2 separate regions of the Gossypium arboreum genome follow, and region 1 is linked to region 2. The links are chromatin contacts, called in public Hi-C maps. All regions are on one chromosome and are shown on one strand. The core of a region is the stretch at or near the end of the contact, and the rest is flanking DNA. Distances in the headings are between cores, read along the strand shown. Region 1 holds the start of LOC108454521 (60S ribosomal protein L14-2-like). Region 2 holds the start of LOC108457130 (1-aminocyclopropane-1-carboxylate oxidase homolog 1-like).

Region 1 (4,435 bases), core at 1,433-3,932, 230 kb before region 2:
CGTAACAACCATACAGAAGTCCAGCTAATGGTGAGTGCTCACTCCTTTTTTCTTTTTCAAGTTATTAAAGGATCGTATCTTCATACTTAAAATCAAAGTAATATAGAGTTTGATATATTATGTGGATGGGATGAATGACATGCTAAATAAAATAAACTGTTGTAATGTGATTAATAAAAATGCTTTGTTTTGACGAAGATGAAAATAAGAAATGAGAGAACAGTGTAACTTCGATTACCAGATGCTTTGAGGCCACCATCTAATACGGGGAGCGGGTAATTCGATGTTACCTTTGTTGATGCTGATACCCGTATCACCAGAGGTGATAGGGGGGAGCTCAGGGTTTCTGTCATCTCATAGTTTTACTTTGTAGCATGGTTTAAATTATCGGATCAAATCCATCGATTAATCGATTTAATCAATTGGCCGGTTCAACTAATTGAACTAAAAACTGTGACAGGCTTAACCTCCGAAATCAAATGTTGCATCTACTAAAGAAAGTGCCCCCAATTGATTCTTTTTAATCCTTTCTTAGATAAAAACATACAAAAAAAAAATGCAGAATACTTGAAGACAAAATTAGCAAAATACTCAAAATCTTCTGAATCACTTCAAGATGCATTTTCCTTTTTCAACTTAGCAAGCTCTTGCCTCACAACTCCAGCTTTCTGCAAAATCATATCATATCCATTTTTGGTTCAGAGTCTACATAATAACAACAGAAACAAGATACTAGTGCTTCCAAGTTATTCGGGTTTTAATTGGAAAAAACAAAAAAGAAATAAATGTGGTTAAGTAACTATTGATTTGAGCTATTTAATGAGCCGGACTTGTGTATCCTAATACTTGAATTCTTTTATTAGCTCATAAGCCTAACCCAGTTTTTTTTTTTTTTTTTTAATTAATATTGATAAACCTCAAGTTCAAGCTCAAGTATAAATAATCGAGTTTGAAATTGAGCAAGAGAATAGAACTATATTTTCAGAGTAATAAATAAATTTAATCGAGTCTAATTGCGTAAGCTTGGCAATTCAATTTTTTTTAAAACCGATCTCAAGCTCTAAAAGCAAAACTCGATCGAGCTTATGTTAAGCTTGATCTCAAGTTGCTTATAGCTTAATATCGGCTATGCATGACTCGATTTCACTCTTACTCAAGAGTACCTAACATCAAACAAACAACTAAACACTCTACATGTTCCAATAACTAACCTTGATCTTGGCCAACATGATCTTGAATCTGTCGAAGTCATTGAGAGATGCTCTCTTCTTTTGAACAATCAGCTTTTTACCCCATGAGCTATTCTCCCACTTGTTTTTAACATCTTCCATTCCAATAAGAACAAAAAGAAAAGAATAAGCTATGTTACTTGGACTTGAATAAAAATGTCAAAAACCGATACGTTTCCAACACGAGTCTGTTCAAATTTTTCCAAGCTTTCTATGTATTTTAAAACTTTTGGGCAAATCATATTACCAACTCATGTCCAAATATGCATAGGATACAAACGTTAGACACAAGTGTTTCAACAAAAACGGAAAGTGAAACAATACTGGCAGACAAGAATATATTTTCTTACCAGCTTTTTCCATTGCTTCAATCAGTGTCTTCTTCTTTGGAACACGAGGAATGTCAATTTTGAAATCAGTCAATTGAAGCCTCTTAAAGTTCATTTGACCCCTCACCATATCTGGGGCATCAACTAGAGCCTGAGATGACGAGACACGAAAAAAAGCTCCATTCAAGTTTTACACAACTTAACATATCCATATTAGTCCTCTTCAACTACGTTCACGACTAAACTTGCACATTTAACACATTTACTATCTCAATATCATCCCATGGTATGCATATACAATAGTATCACAAGTAACAACCAAGGCAAAACAGAAACAGGTCAACAAATTAAACTTTTTCATTTTAATTTATATCATAATGTTGGCACATATTCAACACGTATGGAGTCAGATATAGTCCTAACTAAGGGCGTAAATGACATATACTAGTACTCGTTAACTTCTTCATTTTAATTTGTTTCGAAAGTTGGAATAATTGAGATTGAAGTCAAACAATTGAATGGTTATCATGAATCAAGCTCAACATCTAAAATTAAAGCTAGATCAAACTCGACTCGAGCTTAAAACCTCAAATTCCGAGTTAAGCTTGAGATTCTTACAATTTGAACTCGGATTTAGCTCGACTACAAACTTGGTCCTAACCTTTCAAACATAGAACCTATTTTCCAAATCAATCTCACCAGGAAGGAAACAACTAATCCTACTTAAAAACTAAATTTCCTTTTCATTACCATAGATGAAATAAATACATAAAAACTAAATAAAATTACATACTCTGTTCTGGTCAACAACATCGACGATGACGACGAGCTTGCCGTAGTCTTTGCCGTAGTTAACGAGAGCGACTCTCCCGATCTCAACGTACCTTTTGAACGGCTACACACAAAAAAAAAAAGAAAAATCAAAGAGTGAATAGAGTGAAAAGGGCGGCGTTAGAGATTGAAAAAAACTCACCATTTCTACACAGCGTGAAGAGCGTTCTGAGCTAAAAGGAGAGATTGAGCGGCCGAAGAAGAAATGTGAAGAGGGTTTTGAGAAGTTAGGGTTTTATTATATGGTACTTTTACAGGTTGTTTATAACCGTTGGATCTATCCTTTCTTTCCAGTGATGATGAGCATTAGGTTCGGGTCAATTTTATCTAACCCATATTGCTATTTGACAGATTAAATATTGTTAATAAATGTTAAAATATGCTGTTAAAATTTGATATTTAATTATTATATTTTAAAAGTTAAAATTTAATTTTTCTATTTTTAATTTAAAAATCTTAGTCCAAATATTATTGTCATAAGTCATATTTGTCAAAATTTGTCAACTTAGTATATTTCTTTCTTTCAATCATATATCACATCACATGAGGATAATTTAATTAACATGTTAAATTGATAAATTTTGATAGAAAAATAAAATAATTACCATATTAATAATTGAACTAGAATTTTGAATAAAAATATCATTTTAACTTTTCAAGTATAGAGACTAGGGCGAAGGTAGAAATTTTTTAGGGACCAAATTAAATTTTAATTTTTACATAATAAAATGCAATGTCATCATTTGAATAGATTATATCTTTATAATTTTTAAAGGACTAAATAAATTTTGTTATCATTTTTAAAGGGAAAAGTGTAATTTTACATTACTAATTTAAATTTTTTAAAATTTAAATAACCTAAATAAAAAATTTTCATTTGAAGGAGTTGGGGCTCCTGTTAGCCCCATATTACGCCACTGATAGAGACTAAATCTTAAATTTTATCAAAATATAAACATTAACTCAGGTTGGGCTTATATAAATAAAACAAACAAAAGTCCACTTGAAATTAAGGCCGGACATAACCCCTGGCCCAATAAAACCTTGACTGAAAACGACAAAAAAACTAGCTTATAAAAATAATAAAGAAAGCTCTAGATCATCAATTAAATGTTACCGTCTTATTTGCCCAATCAAATAATCTGACGCCTGTCATTTCCATCTTTTCTTTTAATTCAGACTTAATGGCAATACCATTTTCCAAGGCAAGCTCTAAACCACCGATGCTTTTGATCTGCCAATTTAGACTTCCCCCTTTCTTTCTTCTCCCCCTTTCTTTAGTCCGGTTCTCTTTCGCAGTCGATTTTCCTCTGATTTTCGGCATACGTGGGAACACTTTCAACCAGGTACATTTCTTCTTTTCTTCTTAATGATTCTGTTGCAAGTATGTGTACTAGACTGTTCGCTGATCTTGGGGTATATTCAAACCTTATTTTGCTAGATCTGGACTATAGCTGATGAATATCATGAATATAAACCCCTATTTGCGATTTATCCTCCCCTTTCGCCTTGCATTTCTTTATTACCGATAAAGAGTCGCCTTCGATAATGATTTCCTTCTCTTGCATGTCGAGTGCTATTTGGATCGCTTTTCTACAAGTGAGTGCTTCGGCTGCGAAGGTGGAGAGAACTCTATGGTGAATCTCTGTGCATGACAGGAGGACGAAACCTTTGCTGTTTTTGACTACTATCCCGGAAGCCGATTGTTGGTTGCGCTCATTATATGCTCCGTCAAAGTTTATTTTCACTATTTGACCAGGTGGGTGTTTCTATTTAGTATTCTCCTTAGAAACTATGGAAATAGTGCTCTCTAAACCATCCATTTCTTCTAAGTAGCTATGAACAAAGCATGCAATTTCCTGACTAGATCTGTTTGTTTTATCATGTATTCGAGCATTTCTGTCCCCCCATATGGCCCATAATGTACAACAAAATAGTCTATAAAAGGAGGTTGGCTGGTCAACGAGGACCCTGGTAAGCCACTGTTCGAACTCTAAATTTGTTTCCTGTAAAAAGTTAACAGCCGTCAATAATCCCCATACTGCC
Region 2 (4,322 bases), core at 814-3,313:
GTACAATGGAGGGTTTTCTTTCGACAATAATTCCTTAATTGGTCCATAAATCCTGGTTGAAGGGTACAAATGTGGAGTGAAAAAGCATGCCACTGACACTCTGGGGCCTTTCTCATTTGCCAATACCTGATGTTCCACACTTTTCAGTTTGTCATTTGATATAAGCTGCAACAAAATACGATCAAACAGTATTTGGAGGATTACAAATGCATTACATCTATGTTACTAGGAGTCGAGTATGAATATTCAATAAATGTATTCAGCCCAGGTATATTCAATCTTTGAAGCAACATAACATACTTGTAAGAGATCTCCAATGTTAACAACCAAAGCCCCAGGCAGAAAAGGAACATCAAACCACTGATTTTGATGAAAAACTTGGAGTCCACCAATATGATCTTGAAGTAAGATGGTGAGGAAATCAGGATCAGAGTGCTTTGCAGTTCCCAGAGTCAGTTCAGGTTCAGGACATGCCGGGTAATAATGACTCAAAAGACAATGCCCTTTCGAACAATCCAACCCTATGAGGTGGTCGGGAGTTAGCCCTATTGCCTTAGATAGTAACTTAAATAAAGTTGTTCCTAATTTATGAATCTGTTTCGAGTACTCCATTGTTATATCTCTGCAAAATATGAAAATATTAACAACATTCGATGGGTTAGGCTTTAAAAATTAGGGATTTGAGTACCTGCAAACAAGAGGCAGTTGTTGAGGGTGAAGAGGTTCAGGTCCCATAACACAAAACAAAGTGTCCCTCCAATTTGCAAATCTCGACTCATATAAATCAAAGTTACTTCCATATATAACCTTTTTCGTCTTCTCCCTAGTATAATATGATTTCTTTACTTCGGATGGAAGCTCGTGAAACCCACGCGCCGCCGCCAACATCTCTTCCAACACACTTTGGGGCACCCCATGATTGACCACCTGGAAGAACCCAATCTCCCCACCCGCCTTCCGGATTCCTTCCACCACCTCATCGGACCGGGTTTTAATGTTTTCAAGGTCAACCACTGGAATCGTGAACTGGGTTGGGATTGGCTTGACGGAATCATGATCCTCCACCTTCGGCCGGCAGAAAATCCGGGGAATTTTGGTTATTCCGGCGTCGACGAGACCTTTGACGCCTGATTTAGAGTCGTCAAAGGCTTTGAGTTCTTGGAATCTGTCATAAGTAGTTGGAGTTTGGGTGCCGGAATCTCTTGTAAAGCTAGCAGCCATATTTTATCTGTTTGGAGTTGCTTTGTATTAAGACATGACAGGGATTTTAAAATGACTAAAATAACATAATACTCACTAACTTTAACTATTGTCAACTACCACTAAATGACTAACAAATTTATTCATGGAAAAATAAGTGCTCTGTTTAAGGACCTTCTGCAATGTTCTGTGCATGAGGAGGGTAAACAGCATTTGGTGAAACCAGTGACCATGGAAGAAGTTAAGAGTGCAATTTTTGAGCAGGGTAATGGAAAATCTCCAGGACCTGATGGTTATACCCCTCACTTCTTTGAGAGTGCACGGTCTGTAGTTTGGAAGGGCGTTTTTGCTGCAGTTCAATGCTTCTTTTAAAGCTCTGAAATGCTTCCTGCTTTCAATACAACAACCTTGGTGCTTATTCCCAAGGGGCAGAAACCTAGTAATGTTGCTGATTTCAAGCCAATTTCTTGCTGCTGTAACTAAGACCTTGTGAGATGGTTGACACCTCTTCTGCCTAATTTAATCTCACCACGCCAGAGTGCTTTTGGAAAAGGGAGGAGCATATCTGATAATTCTCTTTTAGCTCATGAGTTTAGAGGGTATGGCAGAGGTAAAATTTCAGTAGATGTGCCTTAAAAGTTGACTTGAAGAAGGCTTTGATTCATTGAGTTGAGGTTTATTCTTGGTGTTTTGAGACTAAGAAAGAAAGAAAACGAGGCAATGAACTAGCAAGATGAACTGATTTTCAACACTGTATTTCATTTCAGAAAATTGCAATATATATCTTTTTGTTTTCCAAACATATCACTAATCCAACTAATATATTGGAAATAAGAAAATTTGTACACAAACTGATTACGAAATCAGCACCTAAACACATCAAGCATTACCAACTTAGTTTGTTCCTAACTAATAGTGAGTTTGGATGGAGGGTGTGTTTATCTGCGGTTAGTGTAAAAACAGCGGTAGCGGTGAGATTAGATACTGTAGCGATATTGTAACGTGAGACAAAAAGTAAGTTAAACGGACTGCACCGCACTACACCGCCGCCCCAAACCCACCCTAAGTATGTTAACATAAGAACTGAACAAAAGATTAAACCAAAACATCGATTTTCTGCTTTAAGAAGACAACTACCACTTCATCTCTCAGTTCACTTTATCGCTGGGCAGCTTGCATTTAGTCTGTCCGCAGATATGCTTGCTGTTAGACAGTTCACCAATGTGCTTACACAATCCGCCAAGCCTGTCGTATAAAAATTCTTCGCATGACAGTTCGCATATTGATAGTCCGCAAGCCTTCTTATGCTTGGACTGTCCATCATGTAACTTAGAGCTAGAACTGTCCGCCATATGTGTTCGCTAATTGGACTGTTCACCATTTGTGCTGTTCGCCATGTGTGTTTGTCAATGCATGGTTGGTTATCTCGCAACATTTAGGCAGGGTGATCCATACCTATTTTTCTTTACCATGAATATCATCTTGAAACTACTGGATTTGGGAGCAAAGGAAGGAGTGTTCAGTTTTCATCCAAAATATCTTCGTATTCAATTGACTCATCTGTGCTTTGAAGATGATTTGCTTACCTTCTGCAAGGGTAAAGCAGATTCTGTGATAGGTATTTGGAGTATTCTTTCTACTTTTTATCAACTTTCTGGGCTTCAGTTAAATGCTGAAAAAAGTGAGATTTTTATAGCAGGTGTGTCACAAGAAGAACGCAATCTAATTTAAAGTTCCACAGGTTTCAGAATTGAGCAGTTGCCAGTGAGATATCTTGGTATTCCTCTAGTTACTATGAGACTTCCAAAGAAAGATTGCTTGCCTTTGTTGGAGAGAATCAGGTCTAAGATATCTACTTTAAGACTGAAACAATTGAGTTTTGATAGGAGAATGCAATTGGTTCAATCTGTTATCTTTCAGATTCAAAATTTTTGGTGTAGGCACTTCATTTTACCTAAAGAAATTCTTAAAAAGATCAACCAAATGTGTTCTAGTTTTTTTGGAAGGGTAATGAAGGCTCAGCTAAAGGGGCAAGGGTGAGTTGGAAGAAGATTTGTCTTCCTAAAGAAGAGGATGGACTTGGAATGAAGGACCTTGACAGTTGGAATAAAGCTCGTATTATCCAACATATAAGAAAACATTTTGGCAAGACATGGATCTCTTTGGATTGCTTGGATCAAAGAGTACTTGCTTAAAAAGTATTCTTTGAGATAGGTTCCATTGAAAAGAAACATTTGTTGGAGTTAGAGGGAATTCTAAAACTTAGAGAGGAAAAAGCAGCTGTGTTGGGAAATTTTGAGTTACATGGGAGGAAGGTCATTGTTCCCAAAATTTGGAGAGCTCAATAAGGCCTAAAGTTGAGAAGTTTGAATGGCATAGGATTGTTTGGTTTACTCTACATATTCCAAAACATTCTTTCATCACTTGGATGGAAATTCTAGATAGACTTCTAACCAAGGAAAAGTTGATATGTAGGGAAATGAGTACTGATGGTCATTGCTTGTTCTGTCATTATGAGATTGAAAATACGGATCATATTTTTGCAAAATGTGCATTTACAAAGAGTGTCGGAAACAAGTTCTGGTTTTATTCAATGTCGAAAGGACTATGGTAAATTGGCAACTTGAGTTTGGCTGGATTTGTAGCAAACTCAAAGATAAAGCTCTGGTATCAATCATTCTAAAATTAGCATGATGCTATTTGGAGAGAAGAAATAAAAGACAGTTTGGGGGTTTGGTTTGTAATGAAGAGGAGATTCTTAGAAGCATTAAAGAAGTGGTTAGCTTAAGCTTAAGGGAAGAAGATTTATAGAACTAACTATGTAAATAATATTGTGTTTAACTCTGGAATCTTTTGGAATAGAGGGTTTATCATGTACACATACTTACACCATGTTTAGTTGGGGTGAATAGAATGGGGATATAATGAAATAAAACTATAATGAAATAAAACTATAATGGAATAGAGTTGTAATAGTATTCTTGTATTTGGTTGGATGTAATAGAGGTTGTAATAGCGTAAAGAAAAAGGCTGAAATGACTAAAGTACCCTTAGTATAATTTTTTAGGTAGATGATTATTGTTATTGTTATTAAATTTTAATAAGAGCATTATTAAATATAA

Evidence for each region. Hi-C and Micro-C count contacts between places; a contact is called where the count stands out from the background.
Region 1: a Hi-C map of leaf shows a contact between it and region 2, with 3 times the contacts expected there. The contact joins the promoter of LOC108454521 here to the promoter of LOC108457130 in region 2. A contact is called at or near these places in 2 of 5 Hi-C or Micro-C datasets (both in leaf).

What each region holds. Positions count from the first base shown.
Region 1 is chr9:58,942,832-58,947,266 of ASM2569848v2, reverse strand. It overlaps LOC108454521 (60S ribosomal protein L14-2-like), which reads right to left and starts at 2,682. Exons shown (of 5, transcript XM_017753007.2): 1 at 2,532-2,682; 2 at 2,352-2,453; 3 at 1,580-1,709; 4 at 1,212-1,324; 5 at 463-668. The coding sequence starts at 2,534. The coding sequence ends at 612. The region is part of intron 1 of LOC108454396 (peroxygenase-like); the gene reads right to left. It overlaps LOC108456845 (a long non-coding RNA gene), which reads left to right and starts at 3,497. Exons shown (of 8, transcript XR_008270959.1): 1 at 3,497-3,735; 2 at 3,831-4,363.
Region 2 is chr9:58,712,680-58,717,001 of ASM2569848v2, reverse strand. It overlaps LOC108457130 (1-aminocyclopropane-1-carboxylate oxidase homolog 1-like), which reads right to left and starts at 2,063. Exons shown (of 4, transcript XM_017755992.2): 1 at 1,375-2,063; 2 at 689-1,228; 3 at 301-622; 4 at 1-126. The coding sequence starts at 1,221.